2 separate regions of the Sus scrofa genome follow, and region 2 is linked to region 1. The links are chromatin contacts, called in public Hi-C maps. All regions are on one chromosome and are shown on one strand. Each heading gives the region's core, a stretch centred on a gene start, on an enhancer-like site or on the middle of the called end of the contact. The rest is flanking DNA. Distances are from core to core; before and after follow the strand shown. Region 1 holds the start of SSH2 (protein phosphatase Slingshot homolog 2). Region 2 holds the start of SLC6A4 (sodium-dependent serotonin transporter).

The links. Hi-C and Micro-C count contacts between places; a contact is called where the count stands out from the background.
Region 2: a contact with region 1 is called in a Hi-C map of embryonic fibroblasts, with 2.3 times the contacts expected there. The contact joins the promoter of SLC6A4 here to the promoter of SSH2 in region 1. A contact is called at or near these places in 2 of 47 Hi-C or Micro-C datasets (embryonic fibroblasts and epiblast stem cells) and 1 of 2 datasets of contacts at active chromatin or transcription factors (alveolar macrophages).

Annotation. Positions count from the first base shown.
Region 1 is chr12:46,082,837-46,087,513 of Sscrofa11.1, forward strand. SSH2 (protein phosphatase Slingshot homolog 2) reads right to left here and starts at 2,884. Exons shown (of 20, transcript XM_021067518.1): 1 at 2,718-2,884. The coding sequence starts at 2,780. It overlaps EFCAB5 (EF-hand calcium-binding domain-containing protein 5), which reads left to right and starts at 2,379. Exons shown (of 24, transcript XM_013981195.2): 1 at 2,379-2,736.
Region 2 is chr12:46,326,423-46,331,099 of Sscrofa11.1, forward strand. SLC6A4 (sodium-dependent serotonin transporter) reads right to left here and starts at 1,955. Exons shown (of 14, transcript XM_021067521.1): 1 at 1,283-1,955.

The DNA of each region.
Region 1 (4,677 bases), core at 1,634-4,133:
ACTGGCTGCTCATGAATATAGAGTACTATTCCCCTCACTCCCTTTTTCTACTATTACCTCATGTCTGTTCCTCCTCCCGTCCCTGTCCCACCCCTCCAGCCCCCCATTCTTCCCAAGATTACATGACCCTGACAGATAGGGTCAAAATCTTATACATCTTAGCACTATAGTAGTCATTCACACCCAGTAGATGATCAATAGATTTGTATAATCCCTAATAAAAGAATATTGAAAAGCTGATAGTATTATCTTACCTCCTGCACTGAAAAAGCATACTAGAATAGTTAAAATGATTTATTAAAAAATCTAAATTTCCAGCCTCACAAAACTAAACCTCTCCTTTCATGGTTCTATAGATTCTTTATGATCTCTTTTAAAACAAACAACTCAACCTATTCATGCACCGAGAGATGCAACAGCAAATATATGCAGGTCAGACAGCAGCCAAATATTAGAACACAAGGGCCATGAGACAATGAAATGAAATAAGACAATTTAAAGGTAAAGGTAAACAGGCTCACAGTCAGGCTAAAAATGCTGATTGTTTCCCTTTCTCTCTCTCACACACACACACCCACACCAGTCCCAGGACTCCTTTACTTCCAGGGCCACACACAAACTGAAATAACCAGGCTACTATACCAAGTAGATGTAGAAATATGTCATTCAGTTCAACAACTGAGCCTACCACATGATCAATTTAATTACCTGTGTCAAAAAGTATCTATTAACATACCTCTAAAATAACCAAGTTTTGACTAATTAAGTCTTATTAAGTAGATACGGTATTACTATACACTAAACATTCACTTCCAGAAAATTAGTATGATAACATGAAATACATATATAATTATTATAGTATAAACTATTTTCAACAATGCCCAGGGAAAATTATGTCACTATAATACTGGTTCCTGGCTTACCTGCACAACTCAACTAAACTTCAGTTGCTTTCTCAGCCAAAATCAGGCCCAAACCCAAAAGGTAGAGCGAATTAAGATGGTCTGATGGTATTTTAATGACTTTCTAAAAACTAGCATATAAGAATAAAGTATATTGAATTTACATCCCTGATACTTGTCTTCAGAGGACCCTTAAATATTTCACTAGCTTTCACGTGCAGTTATTCTCAAATCACATAATCCTAAAAGTTGCAAAGAGCCTTAGAAGGCCCCCCCACCGCAGGAATTCTTTTTACCAACTCCTAGGCAAAAGGTCCTCCAGCCTTTGCTTTCAGCAATGGGCACTATTTTGCAAGACAGTCCACTCCACTGTTTGAAAATTCCTCCTTACAATGACTGGAAATCTGCCTCCTTGAACTTCTCTATCCAAGGATCTTAGCTAGTTCTGCTTTCTGGAAACAATACAAGGTAAGGTAATCTATGAAGTATAATCACCTATAGAATTAGGATACAGCTGCCAATTTGGCCACACAAAGTGCAAAAACTAGCACAAGAGAAAAAGAAACCAGCACCATACACAATAAAAATTTGAAATTCAGGAAACTATGTTGAAATTACAAACCAGGTTATTTTCAAGATATCAAAGTTCACACCTCACTTAAAATATAAATATTTAGATTAAGCAGAATTTTTACAGTGGAAGGTGGTACAGTGTTTACTGAATGCCTTTTTGCAAGTTGAAACCACTAAATCCACCAACACAGCTTTAAAAATTACAGTTCTGTAGGAAATTCAAAATGGTTTTTCCAATTGTTCATACATTCATTCGATCTTTTCCTTCTAAAACATCTGGATTTTTTTTTTTTTTTAAGATCCTATTTCGCCCCACTGGTGCAATATTTTATTTGAAAAACTAAACATTTGGGGGGGGGAGCCTAAAAGAATGGAGTGTATAGGAGTGGGGGTGGGGCGAGGAACCAAGGCTTAGAAGGGCCCAGCAGGAAAAGGCTGGTTACTGGGTATTTTCCTTCTGGAAGCACGCTTCACTGGCATAGGCATGTGAAGTAACGAGCCGTACACACGACCCAAGAACAAGAACGATCATGAGCAGCTGAGTGTAAGGCATAAATGTCTGTAAGATGTAAATGAATTGGCACTGGTCATCAAGCAGCGCCAGATGCTTTGGGACCTTGTAGGGGAAAGGTAAGAGATCCAAGGAGCAGAGACCGCGGCCACCCTTTGGAGGAGGCGAAGAAGGGAAGAAACCGAGGAGTAACTACCGTTCAGCAGTCCAATGAAGCCCGAACGGACAGAGCACAAGAAGGACAGCAAGGGACCAGGGGGAAAGCAGACACCCGGAGAGCCCGGAGAAGGGCGTGCAATGTGCGAATATTGAACGGGTCCACGAATTGGGTGTGGGTAAGGGGATGTGGGTGTGTGTTAGGGGCAACGATGGAGTCCCAGGGTCCTCTCCCTGCAGCGGAGCAACGGAGGGTGAAGGAAGGGGGAGGGCGAAAAGCAAGAATGACTCATTCCCGAAAGGAAGTGCTCAAGCCAGAGGAAGGCATGCCACAGGGGGGTTCGGGGCGAGGACTGTGAGGCGCCAGGTGCCCGGAGTGATGGGGGCACAAATCAACGTCCTGTAGTTCCCGCAGCTCGTCTTTAAGATGGGGGTGTGGGGGGGTTCGCGGCAGCCGAGTGCCAAGGCCTGGGAAGCGGCGCGGCGCGTGCGCAGTGGCGCTCGGCGGGACCCGCTGAGGCAAAGCGGAGCCGCAGTGACAGAAGCGAGCGGAGCGGCCGCCGGGAGGGACTCACCGAGGCGCAGGGGCTGGAGGTAGTGCTGGGGGTAGGCGACCGCTGGACCGTGACCAAAGCCATCTAGGCGCTGCTGGGCTGTTCCGGGCAGGGCATTCTTGTCCTGAGTGTGGGGGGCGGGAGGGTGACGGAGCCGGGATGGGGCAAGGGGTGTGGGGAAGGGGTGAGGGGAACGGGGAGGAGGACGAGGCCGCGGGAACGGCCGCAGGCTCCGCACCCACCACCGGACTCTCAAGACTGACGCGCCGAACGGGCAGCTGGCGGGCGGGCGGGCGGGCGGTTCGGCAGCTGCGGGGCACAATGAGCGCTCCCAGTGCGCAGGCGCCACCTGTCAGCAACCGCCTCTCCCCTCGGCGCGCGCCGCCGCCTCGCCGTAACCCTTGAGTTGCCGGAAGCCGGCCGGGTGTGTGCGCCTCGGGCCGCCGCCCCCTCCCGGGTTTCCTCCTGGGCTCTGGAATCGTGCAGTTTGGCCGTGCTGGGGGCTGGGGCTTGCGATGGGAGGCGGGGCGTAGGGGCTTGGGGCGTCTCTCGGGTCCCCACGCCTGAGGGATAACCGTTTTCTGAGGTGGGGCGCAGAGCCTAACCCACCTTAGTGAAAAGAAACTGAGGTGAAAAGCCTGAGGCAAACAAGTTTCCTGGTGGGAAAGGGCGCCGCGGGGTTTGAAACGCTTTCCCCGTGCGTGGGTGGGACTTACTGGGCTAGAGACTTTCCCTTTGACCCCGGCTCTCGGGGGATTTTTCTGAGCTTTTCCACCCTTCCGTCTCCGAGTCTGTGTTTTATGATGAGACTTTTTGAAAGGAAGATTTTAAAATTTAATACCTCGGGAGTCTTCCTCTATTTCCTTGGCCCGTGTCTAAGGACTCCTTCATTATTCTCGAGATGCAGAGAGGCTGAGCGAACCCGGGAGGCCGAGAAAGCTGGGCTCACAGACTTGTAAGGGTCCAACCGGCTATTTACCTCCCACTTGCTTTTTGCTGGAAGAAATTCTCTTAACTAGGATTTGCTCGTTGAGGTTTCCTCTCCTTCGTCTCTGGATGCCATTATTTCATAGACGTATGTGAAATGCCGAGATTAAGTATTTTAAAGAAATAGTTTTCTAAACGATAAATCATCAGTTGAACATAAGCCAACAATGTAATGAAAAATCGACATTAAAGGGGGGGTGGAAATGGCACTATGCAAATACTACTGATTGATTTCACAGAGAAAGAGAGTTGACAAAGCTATTTCTCAATTTGAGTGGATGTGCTGGTACATACTACCATATATATTAAAGCTGTAAAAACACATTCAGGAACTTGCAGTTATTAACCTACCACCTCCTGTTTGTCACTCAAACTCTCTTGGATCTTACTGCTTCTTGTAAACTGACAGAGCTGTCAGGAGCTCTTTCTGGCCACTGTATGGTTAAGTGCCACTAGAGCCCTCTGTGCTGAGCCTTTGTTCTCTCTCTGGGGCCCTGTGGTTGAAATAATTAGCAGGGAGGTTCCATCAAGAATCAGACACTGAGGGTCCCTGTACTGTACAGTCTTCCGTGGAATGTACTGCAGAGAAGCCAGCTGGTAGGCTTTTGCCCCCTGGTGGTGGTCAAGAGAGCCTGAGAGACAAAATTAAACAAAGCTGTATGGTTCACAATTAAACAATCTTGTGTTTTTCTCAGAGCTACTTAGTAAACAGGAAAAGAGAAGACAAAGTTCAGAATGAGAACTTTGAACCAAAGCTTTGGAAATCAAACAGGAAGCTATATTGCATAGGCAAAAAATATACATAGCTGAAAGCTGAATGAATTCAAATAAATGAAGTGTGGTTTATAAACCAAAGCATTATTCTAGATTATTCAAATCAATAGGTCTTAGTAATGTACTTATATGTTAGTTTTCTTACTGACTCAGGGACAGAAACACTGATTATATCTACTTTTGTGTAGCAACATAATCATAAATTCTTTTGGAAGATGAG
Region 2 (4,677 bases), core at 705-3,204, 240 kb after region 1:
CAAGGAGACTGAAAGAAATGGGTTTAAATATCTGTGCTGGCGTCACATCTCTGAAATGTCCTAGGTGGATCACCTGTGTGTTGAGGGGACGTTTGATTAATTGTGAAGCAGTTTCAATCTGCTGTTATTCAGGTTCAGTCACAAAAAGGAAAACCCATGCCCCAAACAGCTTGCACAAACCCCATAAGAATCCCCCTCTCATCATCCATGCTGGAAGCAGCCGCCCCAACCTGAGTCTGTGGTAGGAAAACTTGAACTTTGAGCACCAGTGGCTTCACACAAAAGCAGATTATAGACCTAGAGTCGAAGCTTTCCCTCCACTCCCCAAATCCAAAACCCCAAGAGCCCATGGTGCCCCTCCGTTTCACTAAACACAGGTCCCAAAGTTGCTTTCCTAGACATTTTTCCTATGCAACTGAAGGCAAAACACATTAAATATTTGATCCCGTCTTACTATGATGAGAGCTAGCAGGCTCATAAATAATCCATTGACCTGGTTCATTTTTCTGGACAAAATTGATCATAAAAATACATACACTCAAACCTTTGTAATGTCTGACTCTGAAATTCCACCCCTCTGAAATTCTTAAGAGCCCCAAACCCCAACTGAAATAGAAATTCATTATGCAGAAGACCCAGGGCGAATAGAAATGTGCTTCTTAGTGCTCTGTAGCTCCAGACAGCCCTTTCAAAAGCCAATATGAATGTACACATTTTTCAAACAACTGATGGTCTCACGCTTCAACCATGTAAAACAGCTCGCTGGAGTTTGAGTTTCACATAAATTGTGAATGGCCTGTAGGATGACCGACTGAGCGTGCATCGGTTCTACCAGTGAAAACCACCCAAGCGCACGGAGACTCGTCCCACTTAAGTGTCATCCCGAGATTTCTCTAGGCATTTGGGCTTCTCGTCGGCCAAGACGCTCCCCGCAGGGACGCCTGCACAGAGTCCCCGGCACGCGATGGCGGTCAGAAAAGAGCAAACAAAAGCTACGGCTTGAAAGTAAAGCAACTTTCCCCCCAGCGCAGGACGGCACTTCGCCCGAGACCGTCTTGAAGGGCTTTCCCGGGCTGGACCCCCCGAAGGCCGGCCGCCGGGGCCGAGGGAGCCCTCGGAGCCGCCCGCCAGCCCGCGGTCCCCGCTGCCGACTCCCTGCGCGCCCGCCCTGCCAGAGCACGGCGCCCACCGCCCAGGTCCCCCCGCCAGTGCCCGGAGGGCCGCGCGGGAAGAAGTTCTGGAGAGAAGAAGGCATTAGAAGCCAGAAGGAAGGCGGACCCACCTGCCGGGAGTCCGCGAGGCTGGTTCCGGGCTTCCGACGCGGGCGACCCTCGCGCCCTCGAGGCACCGGGCGCCGCTGCCTGTGCCGGCGCCGGCGCCCGCGCGGCCGTATTTGTACTCTCGGCCCCTCACATGGTCTGATCTCTAGATATCCGCCGCCAAAGAGCTCTTGAAGAATTTTTGCGTCACTTTGAGCCACAGAAACTTTACGTTTCTCCGCAGGCGGCCGCTGCTCGGCGTTCCTCCTGGGGAGGGGGTGGGCGCGCTCAGCCGAGGTGGGAGGGGGGGCCCGGGGAGGTGATGGACACCCCCCTCCACACACACACACACACACACACACACACACACACACGCACGCACGCACGCGCGCCCTCGCTCCCCGGGAGGGACAGCGCTGAGAGAGCGAGCGAGCCGGGGGCGGTGAGGGGCGGCGAGGGGCGGGCAGCCGGCCGAGCGCCGCGGAGAATCCTAACCTCCGCGCTCGTTAACCTCGCGGGGGAGGGGCTGCTCCACCACCCACAGGTGTAGTTTCTCCCCAGCAGTGGCTCCCCAGATTTTACTTAGGTTTATAAGCGACTCAGTATCGCTTTCTCAGAGTGATCTCCCTTGGCCACTGACACCTCCCATCACCCGCATCCCGAATCCTGCCCTATTTTTCTTGCTAGGACTTAGCCCCTGGCTTTCGTCCGGCTCTACCGCTGGGACGTAAGCTCAGCCAGAAGGAATCTTCTCTAATGCCTCACCATCCCAGCTGCCTCCAATAGCGCCCAACCTAGAGGCTCACAGTCCATACTTGCAGAGAGAATGAATGAATGAAGAATTCTTTTCCATTTTGTGAATCAGACACAAGTTCTAACCGGTATCAGAACAGAGGGTACGGGGGGGGGGGGGAAGGTGGTGGAGGGTGATTTGGAAAACTACGTCCCCGGGGCGTCCGGCTGGTGGATGAAGTTCTTCGAGTATCTTCATTATCTGAAGAGGTTCAACAGGAGTCTATTGTGTTGGACCAGATGAAGATACTGCTTTGATAATTAAAAAAAAAAAAAAAAAACACATGTTTAAAGATGAACTTCATATTATCATATTTTCAGTAAAATTATTTTTTACACTTGAAAAGAACAGATGCAGTACGTGCTCTGGGATGTCCCTGAGGCTGAGCCGAGCGCGCTGACACACCCACTTCTCCCCGGAGAAGGCCGGAGTCTCAGCCACGCAGGAGGCAGAAGGGAAACAGGGACAAGTTTGAAGCGCCCGCCCGCGTAACTTGGATTGAATGTAACCCAGAAATCTGAGCTGGTACCCAGCTGAGTGAAGCCGGCGGTGTCCAGAGGGACTGAGTTGGAACAACTCTGTCCACCCCGCCGCCCCACTCCCCTCTGGCGTGGGCGGCGCCCCAACTCGGGAGTAATCAGAGTGAGGTTTAGGTGCCACCTAGACGCCAGGGTGGGCATTGCAAGGAACGCGGGGAGGGCTTCAGAGAGGGCTCTGGTGAGCTGGCTGGTGATTCCTGGGCAAACTTGGGAATTTCATCCTGTGGCCAGATCCCGGGGTGGCGGGGCCCACACTGGGCAGCGCCTCCCTTCAGATGAACCCAATGTGCAAGCGCTGTGTGAACAAGGGGCACTTAAGGTGAGGTTCTGAGGAGGCGGCGGGAGGCAGCAGGCAGCGCGTGACTCCAGCCCTTGGCTAAGGCTCTTGTCTCCACTCAGTCCGCCCTGCACGTTGGCTCACCACGACTTTTTAACACCACAGTCTCACTAACCGTTCACCCCTCCTGGCCTTCTTTCTAGATCCTACTACCCATTCCTGCCCAGCCACTCGGCCCCTCTCAGGACTGCTTTCTTTGGTGCTGTGCTGCCCTAGCAAGTAAGCCTCCCAGGGACCTCTGGCTCCCTTCACAGGGATCATAATAATGGTGGGCACTGCCCAGCTGTGGGGAGAGAAGGAGCTGATGTGTCCAGGAGCATCGGTGCCCTCTCCTCCCCAGGGAGACTTCTCACCCACCCTCTCTCTCCCACCTTGAACCACCCCAGGCCAGTCTTCTCCTCTCTTGCTTGCTGGCTGAGGGGTGCAATCAGAAAAGAACACTGCAATTACACAGGCTGGACTTCTCCCTCCTTCCTCACTGCCTCCCTGACACAACCCGTGCAAAGCTGTTGCAGACAGTTCATCTCTCTACACACGTGCTTTCTCTTCTTTTTGTCCCTGTGGGTGTCATCCTAGAGACCACTTGGCCTCAGCTGCCCCACCTTCACCTCAACAAATCCAGCCTCTTTTCTCCCTAAAGCGAACCCTTCCCTGCCTTGTTCCCCACGCTCATGCCACAAGTGCCCTCCCTCCAGCATCATCCCGACTCCCTCCCTTCCAGAGTTCTAGCACCCTCTCCCCACTGCCTGTGGGGCTCCACTTGACTGCCCCTTCTCACCTCCTGACCAGGGTGAGTGGAGAGATGTCACCCAGTGCCCAAGAAAAGGGAGCCCAGCACCCTTCCCAGCTGCCCGCCTCCATCATCGCCCCTTCATGACCTGAGCACCTGCTTCCTGCCAGGCCCTGCGGAAGACACAACTTCTGCCCTTGGGGGTCAGGGAGAGGGGCTGGAGGGCAGTCAGGAGCCTTGAGTGGGAGAGGCGTGGGGAAGGCAGTGTTTCAGGCGAGGGTCAACATGGGCTAGAGTCACAGTGGGGGAGGGGGTGGCAGGACGCCCACAGGCTCCTTAGACAGTGAGTGCAGGTGTGAGGTGGGTGTGACTACAGGTGTGACTACAGGTGTGAGGTAGGTGTGAGGCAGGCACCAGGGCACCCAGGGGAGAGAAGGGAGCTGGAAACCGGAAGGAGAACCTGTGGGGCTCCTGGCTGGCTGGTGTCCGGGGAAAGTGGGTGCATTTGTCAAAAATACTGTGAACCTGGGTGACTGTACCAAGAGACATGGCAGGGATCATGGGTCAACAGGAATTTCTTTGTTCCACTGGCTCTGGCTCAGAAGTAGCAGGGCCTCTGGCCTGCTATGAGGCTGCAGAATAAACACAGTCTCACTTTGAGACATAAAGAGCACATTTAAATAGGACCACCTCCTCCCCAACCCTCCCCCCTCATCGCACACAGACCCTGCCACCAAGACGCACTTCCCAGGGCCTCTCAAGGCCCAGCAATGGTTCCCCTGCAGAGCCAGGCCAGGACACACCGTGTCAGTCACAATAATGGAAGACAGCGCTGCCTTGCTTGTGGGCTCTTCCTCCGTATTCCAGTGCCAGAGTGTCTCCCGGCACCTCCCCACCTTTTTCCCGGGACATGGCATAGTTTGGGGGACTGGCTCCATGGCCAGCCATGTGCAGAGTACGGCACCTCCAGGGCAGGATTTGCTACCTCTGTGAACCCTGGGCTCGTCCCCACAGAGGCC